Regions from separate parts of the Mus musculus genome. Here regions 2 and 3 are each linked to region 1. Evidence: chromatin contacts called from public promoter capture Hi-C data. All regions are on one chromosome and are shown on one strand. Each heading gives the region's core, a stretch centred on a gene start, on an enhancer-like site or on the middle of the called end of the contact. The rest is flanking DNA. Distances are from core to core; before and after follow the strand shown.

Region 1 (4,571 bases), core at 1,479-3,978:
TGAGAAAGTAAAAAAATCATGATTTGCCTTATTTTCAAGTTTTGGATAACTCTGGGAAAAGAGGTATTTAGGTTAATACCCCATGTCGACATTTTATACACAATATATCATTCACTTAGCTAAAGAACTATCAGTGAGAATTAGCCCTTCTCAGAACTATTATTTTCTTGGAGGAACTCTGATAAATTATATAACTCAAATAAATTTGGCTTCAATGTTGAATATTTTGAAGATTATTGTTGTACATAAATATGTTCATCCACAAAAGTCCATATCTCTTATACTGCACATGTAGAATATGATTTTTCTGACCATGTTATTAGCAGAGGAGAGCATCTGAATATTAAAAACCAGGCAAATATATAAAATCAGAATAAAGTTTCCTTTCCAATTACATATACAATGTCTTCTTGCCAGTGGATCAGACTTTATAAAGCATACATTTGTTGTTGTCTTTTAGGGATAGAGTTAGGTTTGCTACTTTCTTCATATTCCATTAAAGTAATATGCCTCATATTTTGTATTTCTTTCTGCTTTTAATAACTGAGGGATGGTAACATTTTGTGTTGTTCCCCATCATTATTGATACATAATTGACAAATAAAGATGCAACTGCTTAATATATACAAACCTCTCTGTGTTTAACTCTTTGACATGAAAGAGCTTGTTATGAAGAGTATTAATAGGATGTTTTATGTGAGAAATAATAACCTCTTAAAGGTAACTCATTTGTGATAACTTGAAAGCAGCAGAAAGGTTATGCTAGTGAAGATGGAATGTTTCCTCTTCCTCCATTAGAAGTCCTTCCTAACAATATAGTGTACACACATACATATTTATACAAAGAATGCCAATAAAGGTAGAAACCAAAAGGATAGGATACACAAAGACATTAATTAGCAAATGAAAACATTTTTACAATTTGTTAAAATTAATATGTAAACAGTACATCTATAGAAACTCAATTTAGAATACCTTAGAGAAACTTCCCTAGTGACAAACCATTATATGTGTTAGCAAGGAAAGGAGACCGAAGTATACCTCAGATTATGTAGTTTTTATTACATAGAAAATGCATGCATATAAAAATACTAAGCATGAAAAATGCACATTTTTTCTCATGAAGTTATACAGAAAGAAAAACAAAATATGCAATTGGCACCTGTATTATTGAAAACGCTTTTTCTAGAGTTAAAAATGGTTAGATATTCTTAAACAGTTCTATATAACAGTTCAGTTATATAAAATATAATTAAATTGTAACACTGCATTTATACTTTCCAAATTTATAATGGTTCACGGGCACATGCATATCTTAGATAAGATTATAAAGAAAAATATAATTTTAGTTAAATAAAAACATATGCATATATATCCTACAAATGAAGTTGTGATTACATAATGAAAATGGGTCTTCCTATCACTTTGAAATCCTGAACATTGAAGTGTGTACAAGAATAAAACGACTCCTTCCAACCATGTCTTGCTTGCTGATGCTGCTGTCCAGACGGGATTTCCATAGAAAACAGTGTCCATCTGTGTGCTTTGCTGGGACTCAAGACATCAGCCTGAAAAGGGAAATTGTAAGGCCGGCAAGCCCATTTTTCCCTCCCTCCTCCCTCCCTCCCAACCCCACAGGCATGTGATTAGGAACTGGGTTGTGTTTTAGGGAGTCATTGCTGGTGTGTGTGTGGGGGGGTGGGGGGTGATAGCAGATTCTTCAAAATAAGGCTCAGAGTAAATCCTCCAGGAACTTTCCCCTGGACACTTATCCTCCTATAGCTCCTGTGTCTGTCTGTCTGTCTCGTCCAGGTCATAGGTTAAAGTTTTACATACCAGCAGACACACACACACACACACACACACACACACACACACGCACACACACACACACATTTTATAGCTCCTGTGTCTGTCTGTCTGTCTCGTCCAGGTCATAGGTTAAAGTTTTACATACCAGCAGACACACACACACACACACACACACACACACACACACGCACACACACACACACATTTTGATAGTATACCAATTTTAGTTCCATAGACTCCTTCTACTGTTCAGTAGTTAAAGGTGGTGATGGCAAGCAGCTCACTTTTCCTAGGGCACTCCCAAGGTCCCTGAGACACAGCATGTGGTCTCCAAAGGCTGACGGATGCCAGCACCTTAGGAAGCCAGCTATATCATTGGGCAGTGATCAGTTAACCCAGCAGCCCTTGGTCCTTCACGGTTTCCCCACCCTTTTTTGTTTTTTAATGGAGAGCCAGGGAACCTGCTTTCTTAGTTGCTGCACTGCTCAACTGGCCTTACCACGCTTGCATTCAGGGAAGGGGAGGGTTTTTATTTTGTGTGTATGGAGTAGGTAGGGGAAGCGTTCCTCCTGCTCATTCCTGTTTGCCAAGATCAGATTACTTTTCACTGACTGGAGCTGGCTGGCAGGAGGCCGCAGGGGGGAGGGGGGTAGCTTTAAATCTTTTATGTGTGTACACCTTGTGTGGCTGGGTGTGGAAAGCAGGAAAGGGGGGGGGGGGTTCCAAGTCGAGTGCAATTCCCATTCCATGGCTATTACCATGCCTGTAGGGTTGGCAGGTCTTAGAGTTTAGCTAGTTGGCAAATAGCTACAACACACAATAGAGGCTCTCCCCTCCTTCCTTCCCTCCCTTCCTCTCTCTTTCCCTTCCTCCCTCCTCTCCACCCTTCCTCCCTCTCTGACTCTCCCTCTTCCTCTCTCCCTCTCTCTCCTCCCTCTCCTCTATCTTTTGAGCTTCCAAACACACACCTTCTTCCAGGCTGAAGCTGGGCTGGTCTCCCTAGGCACAGCAGCCACAACAATCCCGCAGTTCAAAGTTAGGCAGCAATTGCACAACTTCCAGCAACTCTCTCAGCCAGCTGCTAATGAGCTTGAAAGCAAGGAACATCTGAGGAGTTGAAAAGGAAGCCTCCAGCCTTCCTCCTTTCACCAGAGAGACCCAGACACCCCTCCCAGGGCCCAGATTACTTTGAGATAAGGACTGTGTTATTTGCTTGCCTTGCCGGACAGACCATGGCTCCCTTTGGAAGAAACTTACTGAAGACACGACATAAAAACAGGTAAAAAAAAAAAAAAAATGAGTGCGTGTGTGTGTGTGTGTGTGTGTGTGTGTGTGTGTGTGTGTGTGTGTGTTGGATTCAGTTCCCTAAGCCTTTGGTTCTGATGAGAACTGTTTGGCGAGTCGGTCGGGATCTAGAATGAAGACCCAGCTAGCTCTTCAGACCATAGGTCCTGTATTGACGATGGACGTATCCCGAACAAGGATCATGGGAAATCATGACTGATTTTTAACTCTCTTTTCCCTTTATGGCAGTCTGAGTACACTAACTAACACTAACATTTTCTCTTTACTTTGTCTTGAACTTTTGGGGAGAGAAGAATCACAAGATCTGGTTTAGTTTAAGCGTTGCATTAGAATATCTCTTTTTGAAAAAGCTTAAGAGTTTGGGAAAGATACAACTAGGATTTCTAATCACTTATTGAAAGGAAAAATTAAAAAAAAAAAGTACAACTGCTGATACAATCTGGAAACAATGCTTTGGTCCCCTCTAAGAGTGGAGCATTTCTAAAATCTGGAAAGTTCCCAATTGCGAACATTCCCAGAAGGAGCTCTTAATGGACTGTGTGTCTTTGAGAACTTTAGGTGGCTTAGGCGTTCAAAGAGGAGACAAGCAGCTATGTGCTTCACTTTATTATTGCCACTATACTTAGAGTTAATGCATGTACTCTGCATACTGAGAGAGAGAGAGAGATTGGAAGGGGGGATTTGGAATAATGGGATAATATCTATATATTTCACTACCATAACTAATTTACTTATACTCAAATATTACATTTTATGCAAACAATGAAATGATTATTTGAGACAGGATTTATTTTTTTAATATATCTGTTTTGGCAGATATAATAAAATGGGCTTTCCAGCCATTCTTCTCTCCTCTTCATTATGCCTGTTTGCGCTTGTCATCTTCTGCTTAGTGTAAATTTAAATGGATACAATTACAAGGTAGGAAATGATATAATTATTTTAAAGTGTCTGCCTGATAATACAGGAATACGACTTTAACGTGATTCTGCGCGCCTCTGTTTTGTACACGAATATCTACTTGATTTAGTTGATTGAATTTCTTTAAGAAACTACAAAAGCTATAGTATATACTGTGAAGCCGTCTTAATCACTTGTATGTGTTACTTGTGTGACAAATATGATAAATATTGTATTTTTTAAATCAGGATGCTTTATTACATGTTACGAGACAATGGTTTCAGTTCATTTTAATAGCTTGTGATAACCATTACAACTAGCTTCATGTATTAGTAGTGACAAGGTCTTTAATAATATTCCAGATAAACCAACTCCAGCTTCCCTGCCTCAATTCAGCTGTGGATTCTAGTTGGGTTACTACTGTAGCATTTTCATATTTCTTTAAACACTATGAAATTGTGTAAAAAGTATTTTGGGTTTATTGTTTTTTTTTTCTTTTTTTTTTTAACAAATTGTGCTTCTGCAACCAAATCCTGTCTTCGGAATTGTTGGTT
Region 2 (4,571 bases), core at 1,165-3,664, 720 kb after region 1:
GGGGAGATGGATCTTGGAAGAAGAGTGGAGGGTAAAATAAATATGATCAAAATACGTTGTATGAATTTCTCAATGAAAAACGAAAAGCTATGGAGAAACACTTACAGTGTCACTACTGTCACTCTGTGTGTCTGACACTGAATCATTTTCAACCTCATCATTTTCCAAGGAAGAGATGCTGATTTTATCCAATTCAGCTTCGATTTCTTCTCTGAGCTTTGCCTCGCTGTCGTCACTGTCCTCCATAGCTCTTAATGACAAAAAGTAGAACTTAAAAGCAAAGAATCCAATCCATCTCTTAAAAACATGGGTTCAAATTTGTCACATGACCCACTATGTATATAGACATTTAACTTAACAAATGTTTATGGCACCATTTTAGGCTAGCATTATGATTTTTAAAAATTGCTTTGCCTGTCTACTCATTCGATTTTAAAAACATTTGACTATGAGATGATCGAAACTACTCTTTCATTTCTTTTCCAGAAGAAAAAAATCGTATAGAATTGGCAGGCTTATCTTCCACAAGGTAGTATTGTCCTTGTAAGTTCAGTCCATTTTTAAAAATTGAACAGTTTGAGTATATAGAAATTAAAATGCACCCAAGAGAAAAACCCAAATCTATTTCTGAGAGGGATCTATGTCTACTTTGTATTCATTGAGTGGAAATTCTAGTAATTCTGACTTAGGCACATGCTCTTGCTAACATAGCACACAGTGACAGATAATGGTTGACCACTCGAATCTGAAATGTACTGTGCTTAAAGTCCTTACTACTTGAAATGGATTTAGATCTCGCATTAACGTGTCTCTACATCCTCAACATCACCTTCGTCACTACCACAATGATCTTCAAGAGACTCAGGACTGTGGTAGGCCAAGTATTAAAGGATACATACATAATTAATGACCTTCTGAAGAAGTTAAATGACTGCTGATCATATACTCACTATTTACAGGAGAACACTGATGTTTAAAATGGCTATTTAAGGAGGCCAGAGAGATGGCTCTGTAGTTAACTGCCCTGACTGCTCTTCCAGAGGTCCTGAGTTCAATTCCCAGCAACCACATGGTGGCTCACAACCATCTGCAATGGGATTCGATGCCCTCTTCTGGTGTGTCTGAAGACAGCTATAGTGTACTCACATATATAAAATAAATAAAGCTTAAAAAACAAACAAACAAAAAAACCCTCACAAACAAAATACATGAAATGGCTTTTTAAGCATCTAAAGCCAATAAGTTAATGTATAAGGGGGACAGAACCTTAACTCAGAGCTGCTGTGTCCAAAGTCAGCGATCCTCTCACCACTAAATTGCTTTCCAGTCCTCTAGCTCATGTGAGCTTCTCCCAGACTATGCACTGTGCCTCGCATTCCCAGCAGTTCTGAGCTCTCACACAAGCTGGAGTAGGCTTTTGGTGATCCAGCTGTCTTTCAGTCATTTCTGTTCCTAAAAATAGCTCATTAACGGTATTCATTTACGGAACTCCAATAAAACTGATTGGTTCACCGAGTTGGATTTGGTTGGCACCCTTATTTTGGTCTGCCATGGATGGACCACCTGCAGTGAGTAGTTTTTTGTTCACATCTCTCCAGGAATAGTGACACACAAGGGAACCACCTGCTTCATACCGTATAAGCACTCTTCTTGTTCTCTAAATCAGACTTGCCACCTACTAAATTATGCCCCACTCAGTATTCCTTTCCTATATAGACTCACCTTACATGTTACCTCATCGGAGTCCTCTCCACACCAAACTGAACTAGTATCTAATAAGCTAAGAGGGTAAAACAAAAACCTGTACTTTCCTCTCCTCTAGCTATGGACATCAGATTTCTTCCTTTCCCACAAGCGATTTCCTGGCCACTTTCTGTGTTGCCTGGGACATGAACACCTAAAGTTTACACCTAGACGCATATGTAAATGTTCGGAAAACAACTTTCTCCTTAGGCTCCTGGTGTCAGGAAGCTTCCTTAGACTACTTCACGCTGGTAGTGAATCACCGAGCTCGCTAATTATCTAAAAGTAGGAAAAGAGTAGGGCTCTCCTAGTCAGCCAGGGAACAGGGAAATGCACCCGTAAAGTAAGAACAACAAAATCATTACATACGGGTAAAGGGGTCGGAGGTGGATGGGAAGAAGAGAACGGACAGTTGAGGTGGGGTGCAGTCAGAGGAGCATGACTGGCTTCTCTTTTGACAGAGCTCGGAGAATCGTTAAAGGAAGGGGCTGGAGTCCCGCGTACTGCGCAGTCCCAGGTCCTTCCAGGAGTCCAGCCTGCAGTGGCCGCTCAGTGACCTGGCGACTGGACTGGGCGCATCCCGATAATCACAGCAGACCCACTCACAGACACCCTCCTCACTCACCAACGCTATCTGGACTTCCTGCAAGACAGCGCCCACAGACGCTCAACAAACCGTAGCCATGGCAACAGCCAATCTGCAGACTGTGGAGCAGCCCTTCCTTACCGGTGCCCTAGCAGGACAAACAACTTTGATTCTACTTTGGAATTAGAATTGCATTTCGGGACCTGGAGGAGGAAATCTTTTTTTTTTTTTTTCTCGAGGTTGCTATTAATACTTATATAGTTTGGTGAATTATTTAATGACGATATGCCTTTTTGTTATAATGATTCAAGTAGAGGTGATTTTGTTTTTGAGCAAAGAACATTTGTCTACTGGATATGTATATAGACACTATATCTTTTACAAAACCTGTGTTTCAAAAGTGATTTTTGACGCAGAGATGTGGAGAAAACGCCAATGAATAGCTTGCTTTCCATGAGAATAGTTTTTTCAAGAATTAAATAATTTCTAGTTATGAATTAATGCCTATCAAAAATTTTAATCCTAGCCTAGTATGATGTAGCAAATTTGAAAACTTATTTCCTATATAATAATATAAAGATTATACAATATTGACAGAAACTACTCAATACAAATCCTGAAGTTCTATGGGTTCAATTTTTAAAACTGTGTCAAAGTGTTTCTTGCAGAGCAACTATATACATTCATAAAATGTATTACTTTAATAAATGATGGTTTACTACAGTCAACCCGTGTCATTCCTGCTGTTTGGCTGTCTAGCAGAAATCTAGACTGGCTGACCCACTCCTCTGGTGGGCTCAAGTTTTCTGCTTTCTTGAGTCTAGATTGTCAAGTAGAAGTGTATATGCAATATGCACTGTGACCCTTGCGGCTAGGGCTGATGGGCCACTGTGTAGCCTGCTGGGTGGTCAGTGCACCTGTGGGGGCAGCGGGAGACTTGCTTCTCTCCCATGGCTGGCAGGGAAACGCCCATCCCAGAGGCCCCTCCCGCAGGTTGTGACTGGAACACAGCAGGCTGCCTTCTTCAGTTAAGTTCAGTCTTTGAAACTGACAATCTTTAAAATGTGAATACTATAACAATATGTTTTCTTGGATTGTTGTCTTTAAAAGGATTTTTGTGAAGCAATTGATTTATCAAAGGAAAAAAATTAAAACCAGAAACACGCCTTGTGGAAATAGATAGATAGATAGATAGATAGATAGATAGATAGATAGATAGATAATGGTTTTATAGTTTGAAGCTTTCAGCAAGGCATTATATTCTAAAAGGAAATATTTTTTTTTTTTCCATTTTTTATTAGGTATTTAGCTCATTTACATTTCCAATGCTATACCAAAAGTCCCCCTTACCCACCCACCCCCACCCCCCTACCCACCCACTCCCCCCCTTTGGCCCTGGTGTTCCCCTGTACCGGGGCACACAAAGTCTGCGTGTCCAATGGGCCTCTCTTTCCAGTGATGGCCGACTAGGCCATCTTTTGATACATATGCAGCTAGAGTCAAGAGCTCAGGGGTACTGGTTAGTTCATAATGTTGTTCCACCTATAGGGTTGAAGATCCCTTTAGCTCCTTGGGTACTTTCTCTAGCTCCTCCATTGGGAGCCCTGTGATCCATCCATTAGCTGACTGTGAGCATCCACTTCTGTGTTTGCTAGGCCCCGGCATAGTCTCACAAGAGACAGCTACATCTGGGTCCTTTCGATAAAATCTTGCTAGTATATGCAATGGTGTCAGCGTTTGGATGCTGATTATGGGGTGGATCCCTGGATATGGCAGTCTCTACATGGTCCATCCTTTCATCTCAGCTCCAAACTTTGTTTCTGTAACTCCTTCCATGGGTGTTTTGTTCCCACTTCTAAGGAGGGGCATAGTGTCCACACTTCAGTCTTCATTTTTCTTGAGTTTCATGTGTTTAGGAAATTGTATCTTATATCGTGGGTATCCTAGGTTTTGGGCTAGTATCCACTTATCAGTGAGTACATATTGTGTGAGTTCCTTTGTGATTGTGTTACCTCACTCAGGATGATGCTCTCCAGGTCCATCCATTTGGCTAGGAATTTCATAAATTCATTCTTTTTAATAGCTGAGTAGTACTCCATTGTGTAGATGTACCACATTTTCTGTATCCATTCCTCTGTTGAGGGGCATCTGGGTTCTTTCCAGTTTCTGGCTATTATAAATAAGGCTGCTATGAACATAGTGGAGCATGTGTCCTTCTTACCAGTTGGGGCTTCTTCTGGAT
Region 3 (4,571 bases), core at 1,339-3,838, 520 kb after region 1:
ATATATATATATATATATATATATATATATATATTGTTTACTCTAGGTACGCTTAGAAATGAAAAGCACAAAAATACAAAAATAAACAAGATAAAATTTAAAACAACAGTTTGCATTCTGTCAAGAGTTATGTCAATTTTAATAATTTACTTGAGATCGGAGTTCAAGCTTGCAGCATGACAGGAAACATATATTGCATCATAAAAATTTACAGACAGATACAACGAACATAAGGAAATAGTGCAGTTTGGGCTTGTGTTGTTGTTGTTGTTGTCGTTGTTTTGTAAGAAAAACAAAGTTAACCCAACCAGAAGAGTGATTTCCCAGGACTCATCTATTCTTATTTGCTTCTTTAAAAGAGGGTGGGGGGTGGTGGGGGGGAGGGGGATTCCTCTTAACTGTTTGAAGAACCTTTTTATGTGTTCCACGAATACATTGAATTTTATTGTCTACATAACATATATTGCACATCGATTTTATGCAAAGGAGGATGTGCTGTAAAAATAAATATGAAGACAGCTATGACTGATCAACAATAAGGTTTTGTCTTCGCAGACAAGAGTTAAAACCCGGGAACTGCGGCAATTAGAGGGGGGAGGGGAAGCCGCAAAGACGCTGGGGGCAGGACTGGAGAAAGACCGCTTTTTCTTCAACGTAGCCGATAACCATCCTTGTTCATTTTATTCCATATTTTCCAGTTAAAAATTCTTCCCAACAGGGTGATGAACATTTAAAAGTAAATGAAGCACTCCAAACCAATCACCATTCCTCTTTTCCTTTTCCCCGACAATTTAAAGCACGGTGGGGTTTCTCTAGCAGTTAACGCAGGCCACTACAAAACCATTTGTAAAAATCCTGTCAGTTCAAATAACTTCAGGCACGCATCTAAGAGAGCCGAAAACACTTAACACCACCGAAATGAAGCCAGGAAGCCAAAAAGTTCTTGTATGTAATATTGGTTGTTCCAGTCTTTCCAAATAAACGATTGAAATCCACTAAAAAAAAAACACGGGCATTTATTATGTGCATTTTTTGTTCTAACCGGCCAAGTCAAAAGTCGCCCTCTGCACTGAATAAAACGAGTAGAATGTGAGATTCGTTTAAAATCTGTATAGAGTGTTGTGCGAATCAGCTCCCGAAAGTGAAAAGGTCTTGCCAGATTTTTGAACCTCCATTAAAATAGGGGGCGGTGGCTTGTTGTAAATATTTCACACTTAATTCGTTTGTTGTTTTAAAGCGCCCCGCTTCTTTCCTTGCCATTTAAGGGCGGCGTATACACCATGATAAGGAAAAGTCCTCTTAGAATCATAAACCTGTTTTAACTGTCGGGATGTGAAATGATAGGGATTGCACTGGGCTACAAGATAGAAAAAGATAGATGGTTTGTTTTGATAACATTTTGACTTGGAGATAGTCTGGCATTCAGAGTTGAAGATTCTGTCCAGAAACACTCCGAAAGGCTCCTTAGGTGACATTTTATGTGGAAGAAGAAAAACAGACAATGCAGAATCCCCAAGTGAGTGGTTTTTATCCGGAATGCTTTGCCCAAAAGCTAAAATGATTAGGTTTTTTACCAAAATGTATGTTTGCTCATCACAAACGCAATAAAGAAGTAAAGAAAATCGGCAGAAACTTAAGTTCACACAAGCTAATATATATATAGCAACAGAGAAATACAATAAAAATGTCGTCACTCCTAGGACATTAAAAACGGTTTCGTAGCTTCCCACTCATGCACACATAAAAGAGCTCAAAGATTTTGGTTTTCCTGACCACTATGACATCTAGTGATGGATTTCACATCCCCGAGCCCCGGCATCCTGGAGGGTTCACAGCGGTGGTGCGGTATTTTAACTCAATTATGACTTATTTGGAGTCCTGTTAACCTACACTGTGATCCTGGTCAGATCCTTCTTGTCCAGTTGTGAACTCTATCCGAAAGTGAAATAGAATCCGGCAGGATTTAGCTCTGGACCCCGGCCGGTTGCGGGAGTCCCAGAGTGCGCGGCGCCCGGTCCCCAGCAATCTGGATTCCTCTTGCCACATTTCTTTACTTCGACCCGCACCGTACCTCACTTCGGGGAAGGATGGCTGAGACTGGGGCTCAGTTTGGAGCCCTGGTCAGGCCGCTAGGGAGTAGGGATTAGGATGGGGTTGGGGGCTGGAGGTCAGCCGGGGTGCTGGTGACTTACCGCTGCTGTCCTGACAGGGCGAAGTCCTGTCCAGGCGCACGTGATGCTCCGCTCGCGGCAGCGGCCCGAAGGCCTGCACGCATTTGCCAGCCGTCGCTTTGCCGTAAAAGGACTCATTGTCCAGCGTCTCCATAACGTGCTCCAACGCGCCTCCTGTGCCCATGTAAAAGTCACTGTTTTTACTTGGCGGGCTCTTCAGGGCAAACTTCTCGCTCAGAAACTCCATAATCCTGGAAAGGCTGTCCGCGAGCTCTCCGGGGCGTGCGGAGGCTGGAGGGCGCGGAGGGAGGAGGGAGCAGTGGGCGGGAGTAGGGAGGGTCAGAGAGGAGGGAAAGGGGAAGCGAGACCTGCGACGCCAGGAGCTGCCCAGCTCCCAGACTCTTAATACGTCCCGGCTGCAGAAGGGGCACCCGAAGTTGCTTTTATATCTTGAAACTCAGCTGGGCTCCTCCGGCAACCTCCCAGTCCTAATGAATATGAAAATAGGCAAGGACTAACTCCACCCCAGGCCCCCTCCTCCCCCACCCCACCCCCATCTTCCCTCCTTACCCAGGGTAGGGCGCGTCCCCGGCCTAGTTCAGACAGACAGTTCCATTTCAGACAAATGCCAGGAGAGACAAGGACACCCAGAATCGTAGTCGCCTCGACAGTGGGACTGGCATTGCCGAGGAGCCTGGTGAGAACGCAGAGCGGTTAACGCTCCACTCCCAGAGGCCTTGCCGGGCCATCTCCCCCACCCCCGCTACCCCCCACCCCCACTCCCCCAACACCCGCTGTACACCCCGCCCCCACCCCAGCCACTCACTCCCAGAAGATTTAGAGGCATCTTAAGAACTTGAAAGGAAGTATTGCTCTAAAGAGCTTTTATTTCATCCGTAAATCGTTTACATGGAAGATCCACATTAATCTGAGCCCAAGACGCCGGATACAGCGGCGGCTGTTAACCGGCTTGCTGGAGGTAAAGGGGCCGAGGTTGCCTCTAACCTAAAAGGCTGGCGTCGTGGCGGCCGCAGCGCTCTCCCTTACAAGGCCCTGGCCTTCTCGTTTGCTGTCGGATGCACCGGAGTAAGGATGCAGTGGCATCTAACGGAATGGAAGGTTGAGGGAGAGTCTTTGAATATTTGATTTTACCAATACCAAACAATAACCACCTCATTCTTGGTCCACACGAATCATTAGGACAAAATGTATTGTTGTTGTTGTTGTTATTATTATTACTATTATTGAAAATTCATAGAGACAAGTGGCCCTGAAACCCCTTTCTTAGTGGAGGTCAGAGGAACTCATCACGCAAAACAGCGTTGGGAGATGAATGCGGTCAGAGTGTTTTAACAAAAGTTGTACTATATACAGGTTTCAAGAGTTGGGGCGGTGCCTTCGAAAAGAGTGTTGCAGAAGCTAGTGGCTCCGCGGACTGGGGTTGGACTCACAGTTGCGGACCCAAAACCCTTCCTTGGTCCAGCTGACCGGGATGCTAGCGAAGGTAAAACGGCGCTTTGGAGATGAAAACCATTCTGCTTGGCCTTGTGCCCCACTTCAGCTTCTGAGGAGCCCGAGGCGTCTGAGGCGGGGGAGGGAAAAAAAAGAGTTCCTTGCCTTGGGCACACTCAAGAAGCCATTTGCAATAGATCAGCCAAGCTTGCAAATTTGGTGAAACTCCCCTACAAATTATGGACAAGGGAGGTCTCTGCCCACCGATCCTGACATAACCTTCCTCTCTCACCACAGAGGCCTTCCACAGCGGCTGCCCCTTTTCTCCGGGTTACGTTGGCAATTACAGCAGAGCCTTAGTCACTTCGGGTAACCTCGCCGCTGCGGGTGGCCTAGCCCTTTTCAGTCGGGTGTCTGTCCGCCAAGGTTCGGAAATTTCCACATTCTTCTTCGTCCTCGATCCACAGGTGGGACCCTCATTGACGCCCGACCTGGACACAGCTTGCGAGCAAAGATCCCAGGCACAATGTTCTGCACAACTGTTGCTTAGCACTGCCCCAAAGGCGGGGCTGCCAGTGAAAAATGAAGATTCCATCCGACAGGACCTGAGAAAAAGTGTCAGGAGCAGCAGCCATGTTCACCCGGTTCACCACATTTCCTCCCCAAGAACGGACCCTTTGCTGAGCTACCACCAATTGACACCGTTTTGCCTTTTAACGGGTTCTATGATATTTTTAATTGTTTTCTCCGGAGCCTTGAGATAGCACCATCAACAATGAACTGACGAACTTCCAAGAGTGCGGGGGGGGGGGGGGGGGAGGTTAAAGAAAAGCAGGGACTGTCCTGGGCTCTAGCGGAAGGGGAGTCAGGGCTCTAAGATGGGCATTCTCCGAAGTGCGAGGCGTTGCTTGCTCCACCTTCTCTGGGGTGGCCTGCAAGTGGGGAGGA

The links. Promoter capture Hi-C pulls out the DNA fragments that hold promoters and counts their contacts.
Region 2: a contact with region 1 is called in a promoter capture Hi-C map of second pharyngeal arch cranial neural crest. The contact joins the promoter of Lrriq1 here to the promoter of Rassf9 in region 1. A contact is called at or near these places in 4 of 39 promoter capture datasets (cranial neural crest, frontonasal cranial neural crest, liver and 1 more).
Region 3: a contact with region 1 is called in a promoter capture Hi-C map of second pharyngeal arch cranial neural crest. The contact joins the promoter of Alx1 here to the promoter of Rassf9 in region 1. A contact is called at or near these places in 6 of 39 promoter capture datasets (cranial neural crest, frontonasal cranial neural crest, liver and 3 more).

Annotation. Positions count from the first base shown.
Region 1 is chr10:102,509,494-102,514,064 of GRCm38.p6, forward strand. It overlaps Rassf9 (Ras association (RalGDS/AF-6) domain family (N-terminal) member 9), which reads left to right and starts at 2,729. Exons shown (of 2, transcript NM_146240.4): 1 at 2,729-3,091. The coding sequence starts at 3,045.
Region 2 is chr10:103,233,908-103,238,478 of GRCm38.p6, forward strand. Lrriq1 (leucine-rich repeats and IQ motif containing 1) reads right to left here and starts at 2,415. Exons shown (of 26, transcript NM_001163559.2): 1 at 2,369-2,415; 2 at 106-250. The coding sequence starts at 246.
Region 3 is chr10:103,026,189-103,030,759 of GRCm38.p6, forward strand. It overlaps Alx1 (ALX homeobox 1), which reads right to left and starts at 2,589. Exons shown (of 4, transcript NM_172553.4): 1 at 2,193-2,589. The coding sequence starts at 2,418. Gm34298 reads left to right here and starts at 2,797. Exons shown (of 4, transcript XM_006514426.1): 1 at 2,797-2,868; 2 at 3,013-3,150; 3 at 3,546-3,675; 4 at 3,921-4,571. The coding sequence starts at 2,797. The coding sequence ends at 4,387.